Linked DNA regions of Mus musculus: region 1 is linked to region 2. A link is a contact called in public Hi-C data. All regions are on one chromosome and are shown on one strand. The core of a region is the stretch at or near the end of the contact, and the rest is flanking DNA. Distances in the headings are between cores, read along the strand shown.

Evidence for each region. Hi-C and Micro-C count contacts between places; a contact is called where the count stands out from the background.
Region 1: a contact with region 2 is called in a Hi-C map of liver, with 2.7 times the contacts expected there. The contact joins two enhancer-like sites. A contact is called at or near these places in 6 of 484 Hi-C or Micro-C datasets (liver, nephron progenitors and pancreatic cancer cells) and 1 of 115 datasets of contacts at active chromatin or transcription factors (embryonic stem cells).

Annotation. Positions count from the first base shown.
Region 1 is chr14:11,755,234-11,761,076 of GRCm38.p6, reverse strand. The region is part of intron 2 of Ptprg (protein tyrosine phosphatase, receptor type, G); the gene reads right to left. Among named protein-coding and RNA genes, the nearest start is that of Gm52128, 190 kb to the right of the region's middle. Within about 2 kb of position 1,891, at least 4 of the 459 cell types and tissues checked have an H3K27ac peak or open chromatin away from gene starts, as enhancers often do. A contact at or near this core is called in liver, where this site is marked.
Region 2 is chr14:11,565,063-11,570,844 of GRCm38.p6, reverse strand. The region is part of intron 1 of Ptprg (protein tyrosine phosphatase, receptor type, G); the gene reads right to left. Among named protein-coding and RNA genes, the nearest start is that of Gm52128, 5.1 kb to the left of the region's middle. Within about 2 kb of position 1,839, at least 4 of the 459 cell types and tissues checked have an H3K27ac peak or open chromatin away from gene starts, as enhancers often do. A contact at or near this core is called in liver, where this site is marked.

The DNA.
Region 1 (5,843 bases), core at 642-3,141, 190 kb before region 2:
TCTGATTTTTAAGAAAGAATGAGGAGTGGGGGATAAATGGTGGGAGACTCGGAACTGAGATGATATATTAATGCAAAATAATCTGCAGAAAAGAGACAGTTGACTAACTCACAAAAATGAACCTGCAGCATAGACGAGACACTCCAGATTTGCGACATTACCCGCCCTGAGCCTGTCACCTCCTCCCCAGTACAATCAGCTTATTCCAACACAGTATCTGGTAGAAATAACTGTAACATGCCTGGGAAAAATATCAGATTAGCTGAAGAATCAAAAAGATGTTTGTTTATGTATGGCAGGGAGAAGCAGAACAGATGATGTTCTCGGCTGCTTTGCCACATCCTAGCCAAACTTGGGATCGCAGTCCTTTGCGCTGAGAGGAAAGGAGTGAGGGGTGGCTATGCAGACATCTGTGGACCACATCCAGGAAGATGCATTGAAGACACCAGTCATCCATAAAGGAAGGCTTGATGCTGGTAAGAGTAGCTTACCCGTTTTGTTCTGAGTTTGCCTTATGGTTTTGTTTGTTTGTTATCACTAGTGAACTGGAGAGATAGATGACCTCATCAGTAAAATACTCACTCTGCAATCATGAAAGATTTTTAGCATTCATCTTTTTTAAGGCAGTATACGGGGCATGCACCTATAATGCTGTGCTGGGAGGGCCCCACAAGCAGATCCCTGAAGTTCAATGGCCAGTCAACCTAGCCAATCAGTGAATTTTAGACTCCTGTCTCTCCCAGGAACTTGCTCTTAATTCTAGTACTAAAAAGGGAGAGACAGGTGAATCTCTATTACTCTGTAACTACTAGGGGCTACACGGTTAAACCTTGTATCAAATTAAAGTAAAAAGACAAACAGAACTGGGGAAATACCTCAGTATTTAAGAGCACTAGCCTCTATTCCCAAGGACCTAGGTTCAACTCCCAGCTCAAAACATGGCAGCTCACAACCATCTGGAACCCTAGTTATAGGAAACCTGATACCTCTTCTGGCCGAGGCGGGTATTAGGCACTCAAGTGCTATGCACACATACATGGCTAAACACTCATATGAATAAAATAGTTTTTAAAAAATAATAAAACTACAAAAAAAGGAGAAAAATTTAAAACCCAACCCTGACCTCTGGCCTACCAACACACACACAGAGCACACTATCAATCAATCAATCAATCAAACAAACAAACAAACAAACAATGATGCCAGCTTGGTATGCTGGCACACAGCTGCTTTCTCAGAACTGAAGAAGTGGAGGCAGAAGGACCTGGAGTTACAGATGAGCCTTGGCCCATGGCAAACCACTATTTCAAAAAACCAAAGCAATAAACCAAAAATCATGTTGTGCCCACTTTATCAGCTTCTCAACCCTTCCTGAAATTTCAATCCCAAAATTCTGAATTCCGAGATCAATAGGAAGACATTGTAGGAAGGCTCAAGACAGAATAAAGCTGGAGGCTCAGTGTCCAGACATTCACAAGAGCCCACACTTTGGTGACCCTCTACCAGCTGTAAAAACACAAGATCCTCTTGGCTCCCTGCCTGCCCAGATTCAATGGTCTGACATCAGAAAACCCTATGCAATAGGACTTGAGTTCTGAGCACTGAGGAACCACAGGATATCTAGAACTCAGCTCCACTCACTATAAACAAATATACATGACTAGGTGCTTCTCTGCCTTCCACTTCCCTCAAAGGATGGTAAAACATTAACAAAACCAAAATTGAGATGAGAGTCAAATAAACTGATGAATAAATAAGCCTCTGAAAGCAACCGTGAACCTCAAACAATCCCCAATTAACACTGACGGTATAGTTTCCAGGACAGTCAGTAAGTATTACAAACATGACACATGACGTTATTACATGTGTAGCAAGCCTGGACCTGTTACCGCCAACCTTGGGCTCAAACAGGTAATCTCAGGAATAAGATCATCTTTGTCCCCAAAGTCACTTGGTGACACTAAATCAAAGGCTCGAATAACAGATGTCTAGGAGTTCATCTCTGCATGAGGAAATAATTTCCCAGTCTCTGTGGGAGCAAGCCTGAATTACAAATCTAGGCTACAACATATTCTAAATACCCCAGGCAAATGTTGTCTTTGTTTTTCCTGCCCACTGAGAAATTATGGCTTCTGCCTTCTCCAAACTATCCTCACAGATCGAGATCTAACAGCTCAGGATCAATTACAGAGAAATATAAGAAGATGCCAAGTCAAATAAAAAATTACAACATACTTCACTCCTGTTTCATTAATAATTTAGCAATATCACAATTATTGATTAGACAGTTGTTATTTGAAATGGATAGCCAATGTCTTATCTTGACAGAGTATGAGGGAGAATAAAAGAGATGTTGATTTGTAATTCATTATAACCAAGAATTTCCTTGCAAATATGCAACAGATCAAAAAAAATCAGATTTTGCACATACTTCATCTAATTGACACTCAGACAGTTATCAACAAGTCAATCACAGCCACATGGCAGAGACAAACAGCTTACTCAGACATACGTTGCTACATAAAATAATTAAACCATGATGCGAATGACTGAATTTTAGAGAGAGAAGAAAATCCAGAAGCCAAAGAGATTCAGAGATGAGAGAGACTCTGAGACAGGTTTTAGCACACAAAGCCTCTGCTCTGGTTCGTCATTGTGTGACTGGGCAACCAGGCGGGCCCTCACCACATTACAGATGAACTCAGGCAAAAGAGGAACTCACAGAGAGGTCACGTTATCCATGAAGGTCCCTAAAGCACCAGTATAACTTTGTTCTCCTGGCTCTTATCTAACTCTACAACCTCTAGAAAATTTGATATGGAGGGTCTTGGTAAAACAGCACACCGAGTTTCATCATTGAGCTTGATTCTCATCCTAATGACTAGTATAAAATGCCTTTTATCCAAGTCTGTGATCAATAGGGAGCGGGTAGTTTGAAGACATGATGGCTCTGGGATGAACCATCTGTTGGCGGAGAGGATAACTTACGGGCTCATCACCCAACAGCATGCCCCACGATAACAGGAGACAAGGACTTTCTTAACAGAAGAACCATCTCAGGGTTCCCACGGTTTAGGTATGGGCTGCAGCTGCCCTCAGTGGTCTTCTCTATTTTCCATGTCAAACAGGGCTAGAGGGTCACACAGTCACCCTCAATGAGTACAGGTAGGAAATATTAGTTCTGTACACTAAGGCAGACACCATCCATCAAACACATATTAAACACAGAACAGAAGACTCATAGCCATGCTGCCTGTATTTCCCCAGATTAGTAGACTAGGTGTCGAGCATTATTTTTATTTCACCTGACCTGTGATAAGCTAATCAACTAACAACCACATCATTTGAGATGGGGCATCCAAAGTCACTGTTATCTGCAAGCAAATGCCTATTACCAAAATCTAACATTTATAATTCCTGACCTCTGCACATTTAAAATACAGGCACCGTCTTCAGTGTCCAGCAACAGTGTATGTTTAACAACTGCAGCAATTACAGTCTGTGTGCTTGCTCATACATGTCTACCCAGCCAAGAGGAGGTTATATGAGAACAGGGAGGGCATCTTAATCATCTATGCGTTATATATCACTCACTCAAGAAATAATTCATCATAAACACACTATGGATGCAGTAGAGAAAAGCAGTCCCAAACCACTAGGTGTACGTAAAATTACAACGAATGGCAGTGGTGAGTCCCAAAGTGAGCACATGCTAGGCCAGATGAGAGAGAATGTTAGAGAGAAGAGCCTCCACCTAAAGAAGATGTGAGCAAACTCGGGACCTGGGTTCAAGTGCAACACTCCTCTGTATTTGTCCATACAGCCTTATGAAAACGCAGTCAAGAAGAAGTGTTTAAATGTATATCTGGCTGCCTTTGCAAGGCAGAGCAGAATGAAAGCAACAAATACCATCTGGCTCACGCTGTCAGAAACATTTCCCACCTCACTCTTCAAGCCAAACCTCTGCAACTCTTGTTCTCAAATAAACTCACTGGGATTCCAGGGATCTGTGACCTTGCAATGATGTCAGACTTGGGTTGCTAAGTTTGATATTTAGCAATTTAACAAAGGGCCAGTAGCAATGCTAAGCAATGTCACCATCTGACACCCCTCATCTTGTGGATGGTGCTAGTTTCTCAAGGGGTAACAGACATACATAAAAACTAGTACGTCTTGTAGATGTTAATAAAATGCTACCAGACTGCCGATCACAAATTATAAATTGTGCTATCTCAATGTAATTAGTTTTCTCTGTAGTTCTCTGTGCTCTGGTTGATAAGAGTTACAAATAATTCTTTTCAACCTAGTAGTAATCCTGGGGACCAAAACTCTGTTCTCAAAAATAAGAGTAAGCTCTTGTTTTGTTAATTAGAAGGCTCCAAGAGTCACACTGGTGTGGAAACATATGAACTATTTGAATGCATCACTAGTGCTCTGGGGCAGAAGTGGTCCAATACATGGCCAATCCTGAGGAAGCAACAAGAGGCAGAAGATTCTAGCAACTGGAGACTTTGAAGACTTTCTTTTGACATTTCAAACCTATAAGTTGGTAGTTATTTCTCTATCAGGCTCCATCATCAGAAGTAAAGTACGGGAGAGGAGTCAGAACCCTGGGAGAACAGGTGGCGTGGCCCAACCGCAACACTTTCAACAGAATTCTCCCGATGGCAAGGAGTGTCATGGAAGCCATCATAGCCACAAATGCCTAGCTAAGAAGGTAATTCTTGCCATCAAGCAGAACATAAGGTCAATAAACCAGCCTTACAAGAAGTCTGTAAGGACACATTGACTTTAACAACTCCACAGAAACCACTCTGGTAGAATGGTTGGGTATTAATTAATGGTTGGGTAGAATATTGGGTATTAAGGTCCAGAACATGCAAATAGACATTGTGGTGTTCAGAGTCAATGACCAACATTTCCAAAGGTTCCAGAAGGGCTTGATCACAAGCAGACCACAGCCAGCATCATCTCTCCATGCCTGTCTCAAGTTATTCAGAGCCTCTTGGCTTAGGGGAAAACAGAAACAGAAAGGAGATATTTGTAATCTTAGCGTTTCACACACACACACACACACAACCCACCCACTGGAAAGGGGCACAGGCGTGTTTTCCAACAGAGGCTGTGGTTTACTACAGCTGCCTGAGAGCCACTCAGGAGCAGCAGACAAGAAAGTGACAATGTGAATTCCCTAATTCCTGCTATGGGGTCTTTAATGTTCCTGGAATTGGTCCAAAGTAATTTCCTTTAACTTAAACCATCAGAAGAAAATACAAAAGAACATTCAAGGTCACTAAAAATCATCACTATAATTCATTTGCTTCTCTTCCTCCCCCCTCCCCGCCTCTACCCCCGACCCTGCCACACAGACCCTAGTAAGAGCATTTGCCTGAAGAGCACTGGCTAGCCAAAACCTGATGGTTAAGAGCACTGGCTAGCCAGAACCTGATGGTTAAGAGCACTGGCTAGCCGGCTTTTTTCTTCTTGGAGGTCAGTGTGTAGTTTTCTCAGGAAAACCACAAGTCAGGGACAGTGAAGGTGATAATTAGGGAATTCCAAAATCTTCTCCTCCCCCCATCTTTTAAGTTCAGTCATATGAGGACAGGTTCTGTTCCCAGAGGGGCATTTCAAAGGCGCAGTGGGAATTTTCCTTCATTTTAGCATATTCTAAATCTGTATGATCTAATCAGAGAGTAATTATTTTAAAATATAAAGCTCCAAAACCTGATAGACACATGTCACTTCTGATTTTAAAAAAAAAGAGAGAGAGAAATAGAAGGACCATACAAGCAAATGTAGCCAACCGCTCCCCCGACCCCAAAATAAAAAATTGCTATACTTGC
Region 2 (5,782 bases), core at 590-3,089:
CACATTCCCATCTCTCCTCTCCAGTTTCCTTTCATAAAAATAACACCCACCAAAGGACCAATCAAATTCTGAGAGACAGACTACCATAAAGGTACCAATGAATGTATTCACAGTAAACACAAGATACTTCACCAGGCATAAACAGAGGAGCGGAATCCGTTAAGTCAGTCACGGTTTTAAAAGCTGCAGTCACTAAACCTGTACTTAACACTTAACTTAAATAGCTAAGAATTCAAAGAGGTGTCACTTCAGAATACAAACAGTCCTACAAGAGCCATAATCTGATGCAAAACCTCTGGGCTCTGAAGAGAAGGAAAATAGGTGAGTAATTTTAGATCCCTAAGCCTCCCTCTATCAGCCGATCTCACCAATTAGAATATGATGTAACTGCCATCAAGAGATTGGATTCTTTGTTCCCGAATAAACAAACCTGAGTCAAATATGAAACCAATGCAATTTCACGGACCAGGAAATCTTAAAAATTACCCGTGTGTGTGTGTGTGTGTGTGTGTGTGTCTGTGTGTGTGTGTGTGTGTCTGTGTGTGTGTGTGTGTCTGTGTGTGTGTGTGTGTCTGTGTGTGTGTGTGTGTCTGTCTGTGTGTGTGTGTGTGTGTATGTGTGTGTGTGTGTGTGTGTGTCTGTGTGTGTGTGTGTGTGTGTGTGTCTGTGTGTGTGTGTGTGTGTGTGTGTGTGTGTGTGGTGTGGTGTGTGTATGTGTGTATTTACAAGGGTATAAAAGCCCAATGGATATGCTTGTACTTATTCTGCTGTTTTTGAAGGTTGGGTGTGTCTTAGTATAGCCCAGGGATGGCATGAAAGTCCTCCCCTGTGCCATCTCTAAGCCCTCATTCAGGCTTCAAAAGCAAATAGTTTTATGATTGATTAGCAAAGTCTGCCACGTCTACAGAAATGAGAACCCTGAACTCAAATACCAACCCCTGGCCCCTGTGTAGAAAGAAGCCATTAGGTGCTATGTTTCTTTGAATGAGTCGTTCCCTATGCACCCTGAGGTCATGATGGGCCTATATTACTGTAGAGCTATCTCACAACATGTAAGCATCCTCTTCACATTGATAATTTCAGGGATAAACTGGCATAGTATACCAAGAGTATTAAGTAGGAAGAAAGCCTGGTCCTATAGACCTGTCCTTCACGCTGATGAAAAAACAGAGCAACTCAAGCCTTAGCAGCTGCTACCGTTGGAAGTCTCTCTGAGGTCCCATGTGTTAAAGGTTTGGTCACTCCTCCATTGCACTGTAGATGTACCCTACAGGAAGGATGGGTGCTAGGGTGGAGGAAGCATGTCCTTGAAGGGAACACCAGGACCCTGTCCCCCTTCTCTCAGCCACCACACTGTGATAGACTTGCCCCATGACATTCTACCTTCATCCCTGTCCCAAGTAACAAGCCAAGCAACCATGGACTAAAACCTATGAAGTCAATCACAAGATCGAAATACAATCTCCCCTACTGAAGGTGGCAATCAATGTCTTAGATATTTGGTCACAGCAACAGAAATCCTGACAAAATTTTGCCCAAGAGAAAGATGTCCCTACTCCCTGCTCTTCAAGGAAGGCAGAGCCAAGCCTGGAGGCATCCAGGAAGCCAGCTCCTCAGCTGCTTTGTCAGCCATGGGTCTCTGCTCTCCCTGAACTCCAGCTCACTCCCCTCTCCACAGAACTGCACAGCATTGAGAGCACACTTAGGCAAGCATTCCTGGGACTACTGACTTGGCCTGATGTGAAACACTTCGGAGATTAACGTACAGCTCTGGGCATGTCTGTAAGGACTCTGTCCTAATCAATAGATTAATCTATTGATGGATTAACAATATGATGTCATCACTGGGAGGTTGGACTAGTTGAAACACTGGGGAGACTGTGGTGTGTCAGAGTTGGCAGGGCCCCTTGCTGTATGCTCTTGCTATGTGTCTTTTGTTTTGCTTTGCTTCCTGGCTATCACGGTTTGAGCCATTCTGTTCTCCCTTACCATCTGGTTCACCATGGGCTGACTGCTCTGAAACTATGAGCCAAAATAAGTAATTTCTCCCAGAAGCTGTTTGTGATAGTTATTTGGTCACAGTGAAGAAGAACTAGTTGATACAGTAAGTCCCAAGCAACAGCTCTTATAAGCAGGGCCCTTTACAACATTCTACATACACAGCTCCTTTCTGGCCATTTGCAGCCATGTCTCACTTGATTCTTCTGAGGAATCTAGAAGGTTGAAACCCATTGTTTCCATTTGAAAGGCAAGAAAAACCAATAAAGGCGAGCCACTAGGCAAAGACAGAGAAGGATAATGCTGAACACAAGCATTTCCCTCTGCTCTCTCGGTCCCTCAGAACCCTGCTCAAAGGCCACCAAGCATGCAAGAAGCATCTCCACAGCCTCCTCCATTCATGTGGTGAGAGCACCAGTACATTACCTAGATTTTTCTAGGAATCAATTTTTCCTCCATTTTGTATCAAGAGGAAAGGCAGAAATTTCAAGACCAGCAGCTACTTCCTATCAAGTAAGAAACTTCACTAATGGAAAAGTTGAGCTTCTATAAATCACAACCTAAAGAAAGTATGTGCAGAGAGATCTCTCATGCCAACCTACCCAACTCTATTATGGTGACTAATTTCAGGGGCTTCTTACAAATTGGCCAATTGAGAAAATGAGGGACTGATGCTTATAACTCAAAGATTTTGCACACTCTCCACTAATGGCCTTTATCCACGTGTAGTAAAAGAAAATAGCTTGCTTTAGAAAAGAAAACAAGGGGGCAATACAAAATAAAACAGGGCTGGCATCTGTGCACTCTAGAAACCGTGGTCTCTGTCCACACACATCTGCTGTCATCACGATACACTGGTCAATGCAAGCCACAGCCAAGGTAGTAAACAACGTAGTCAGCTAGCACCTGAAGGAAAAATCAGCTGTGACAAGCCCTTCTCCTGGACAGCCTGCCCAAAGCCATTTCAAGACAACAGATCAACTCCATGTCTGCATTCCATCAGCTGAGGCTCAGTCTGCTACCCTCTACCGACCCCTCGTCCCTCCTCCTAAAGCAATCAGCAGAAATGACAGTGCCAAGTTCTGACGAATCCTAAAACCAAAGTCACTCTTGACACACTGACCACTAGTTAGATAGAATTTACTTCACACACACACACAAAGAATGGGAGAAAAGAGTGGGCAGCAGAACACACACCATCACATGACCCTTGACCCTGCTGCTCCAAACACAGATGCTTTGTAATCAGAATATAACTGGCTTAGACACCGTGTGGGCCAACAACAGAAGGTACAAATTCCCTCCCCCCACCTCACCTCTCTTTCTCTCCAAGTTTTCACTCCATAGAGCAGGCTGACCTAGAACTTGCAATCCTATACTCTGGACTTACAGTGTCCATCATTCCGACCAGCTAGTATTCACTCTTAAAGACGGACTTCAACCACCATGACATTTTGTTTTGTTTTGTTTTGTTTTGTTTTTGTTTTATTGGAGACAGGGTTTCTCCATGTAGCCCTGGCTGCCCTGGAACTCACTCTGTAGACCAGGCAGGCCTCGACTGCCTGCCTCTGCCTCCCAAGTGCTGGGAAAGGCATCCGCCACCACTGCCCGGCCCACCATGACATTTACCCTCAGAATTCTGTTACGAACCTTGGGTAACCTTGGGTAATGCAACTCCTAAGAAGATAAGATAAACAAACAAGAGGTCCCAGAACAGACAAAGCTACTGGAGCTCAGTAAATGGCCTTGGACCCAGTTGGAAGATACACCTCTTCTTCACCTAGTTAGTCCTCAACTACAATAGCTGCCACTCAACACTGAAGACCCAGCAGAGGGAAAGAGGGATGTGGGCTCAGGAGCATCTCAGCAGGTCCCTCCCACCTTCCATCTGTCAGTCAAAAGCTGCCACAACCTCAATACAAAGCTCAGGCTCTACATGTTGCTCTTGATTTAAGGCTGAATAGGGCACACGATGCGCAAGCAAGAGGACTGAGTTCGACACCAGCACCCATTTTGAGAGGGGAAAAAGAACTGGGAGCATGCTGTTTGGGGAAGGGTGAGGAATCACTGAAGTTCGGTGGCTGGTAGTGTCTCTCCAGATTCCATGTGAGTCTATCTCATGGGAATAAGACAGGACATCTGATGGCTTCTTCTGGCCTCCTTATGAGTACACACACACACACACACACACACACATACACACACACACACACAGCAGACACACGTGCATGCACGCACATACGCACACACCTACAATGAATAGAGAGCAAGATATGAGATTGTTACCACTAAAAAATTCACTTATTAAAATCTGGAAAAGGTAGAGATAAGTATGAAAAAATGAAGTGGCAAGCAGCCCACTAGAGCTGCATCTCTTCTGTTTATCTCTCAGTCCTTACTGCATTGACTACAAGCTTCAAAGAACCTCATCCAAGTCATCCCAGACTGAGGAAGTTGGAGGGTAGGAAAGCCACAATGGCGTTAATTTGGAAACCAAATGAAATTTTCTCAGGTCCCTGGTTTCAGCTGACCAAGCCCACATTTACTAAACTCACCAATAGAAGTCAGCACACTACTATGAGATATTCAGATAGCATGACATGTGTGAAGCAAAAAAGGGAGCAGGACGACTGTGACAGCTGAGCCTGGCTTTACATGCCAGACTGACAGGAATGAAGTCACATCAGCAGCAAGGAGCGCACACTCAAAAATACACCTGTGTGTAAGCAAGTGCACACAACCAGTCCACGCAATGCAAAACCCTACACAGCTTGAAAGAAACACTGTCCCTCCCTCGGTGAGAGGTCACCCACACCAAAGCAGCAAACACCTCAAGAGACCAGCCTAGTGTTGTAAATAACCACTGTGGGCCAGGTGTGTGCCCCATCCCTAGGGGCAGCCTCCGAGTACTGCCAGCCTGAGGGTGTTGCCAGGTAAGAATAGGGACTCCTGGTGCTTTCATCTCCCCGACTGTAATGAGTAACCCTTTCATAAGAAGCTGCTGCATGGGCAGGAACATGCAGCTTATGTGACCACCACTGTCTGCAAGGTGCCCTCAAACCTGCCAGGCAAGCTGTGGGTTCCCAGAAGATATTTATTGACTGAATCAATGTAAAATACCCCCCCCCTTTTTTTTTTAGTTTTTATTTTGTGGATTTTTTTTAACTTTTTAGTTTGTGTGTAAGGGTGTTTTGGCTACATGTACGTCTGTACACCGCATGCATGCCTGGTGCTCTCAGAGGCCAGAAGATGACATCAGAGCCTCTGGAACTGAAGTTATAGACATTGTTAGCCACCCTGTGGGTGCTATGAATCAAACCCAGGTCCTCTGGAAGAGCAGTCAGTACTCTGACCAGCCCTCTTCTGGCCTCCTCAGGCACTGCATGTGTGTGCCAAACAGACATGCATGCAGGCAAAAAACATCCGTAAAATTTAAAAGCCACCAAAAACTGTGTTGATGTGAGCAAACATAAAGCTTTTGAGCTGTATTTCAGGATCAATAAGGTTGAATGTTCAGTCAAAAGTCTAGAGCCCATGTAATCTAGAACCCATGAGGCAAAGAAGTTGGGGCATCCTGAGTTCTAAGCTAACCTTAGCTATACGGTAAGGCCTTATCTCCAAAGAAAATTTGGAGCAGGGGTATAGCTTGGTTGGGAGATTGCTTACCCAGCATGCTCAGGCCATGGGTTAGCTTCTCCCCAGAGCACAGAAGTGGGGCACGGTAACATAGTCTTCTACTCCCCACCCTCCATGGTGGAGACAGGAGATGGGATCATCCTTGGCT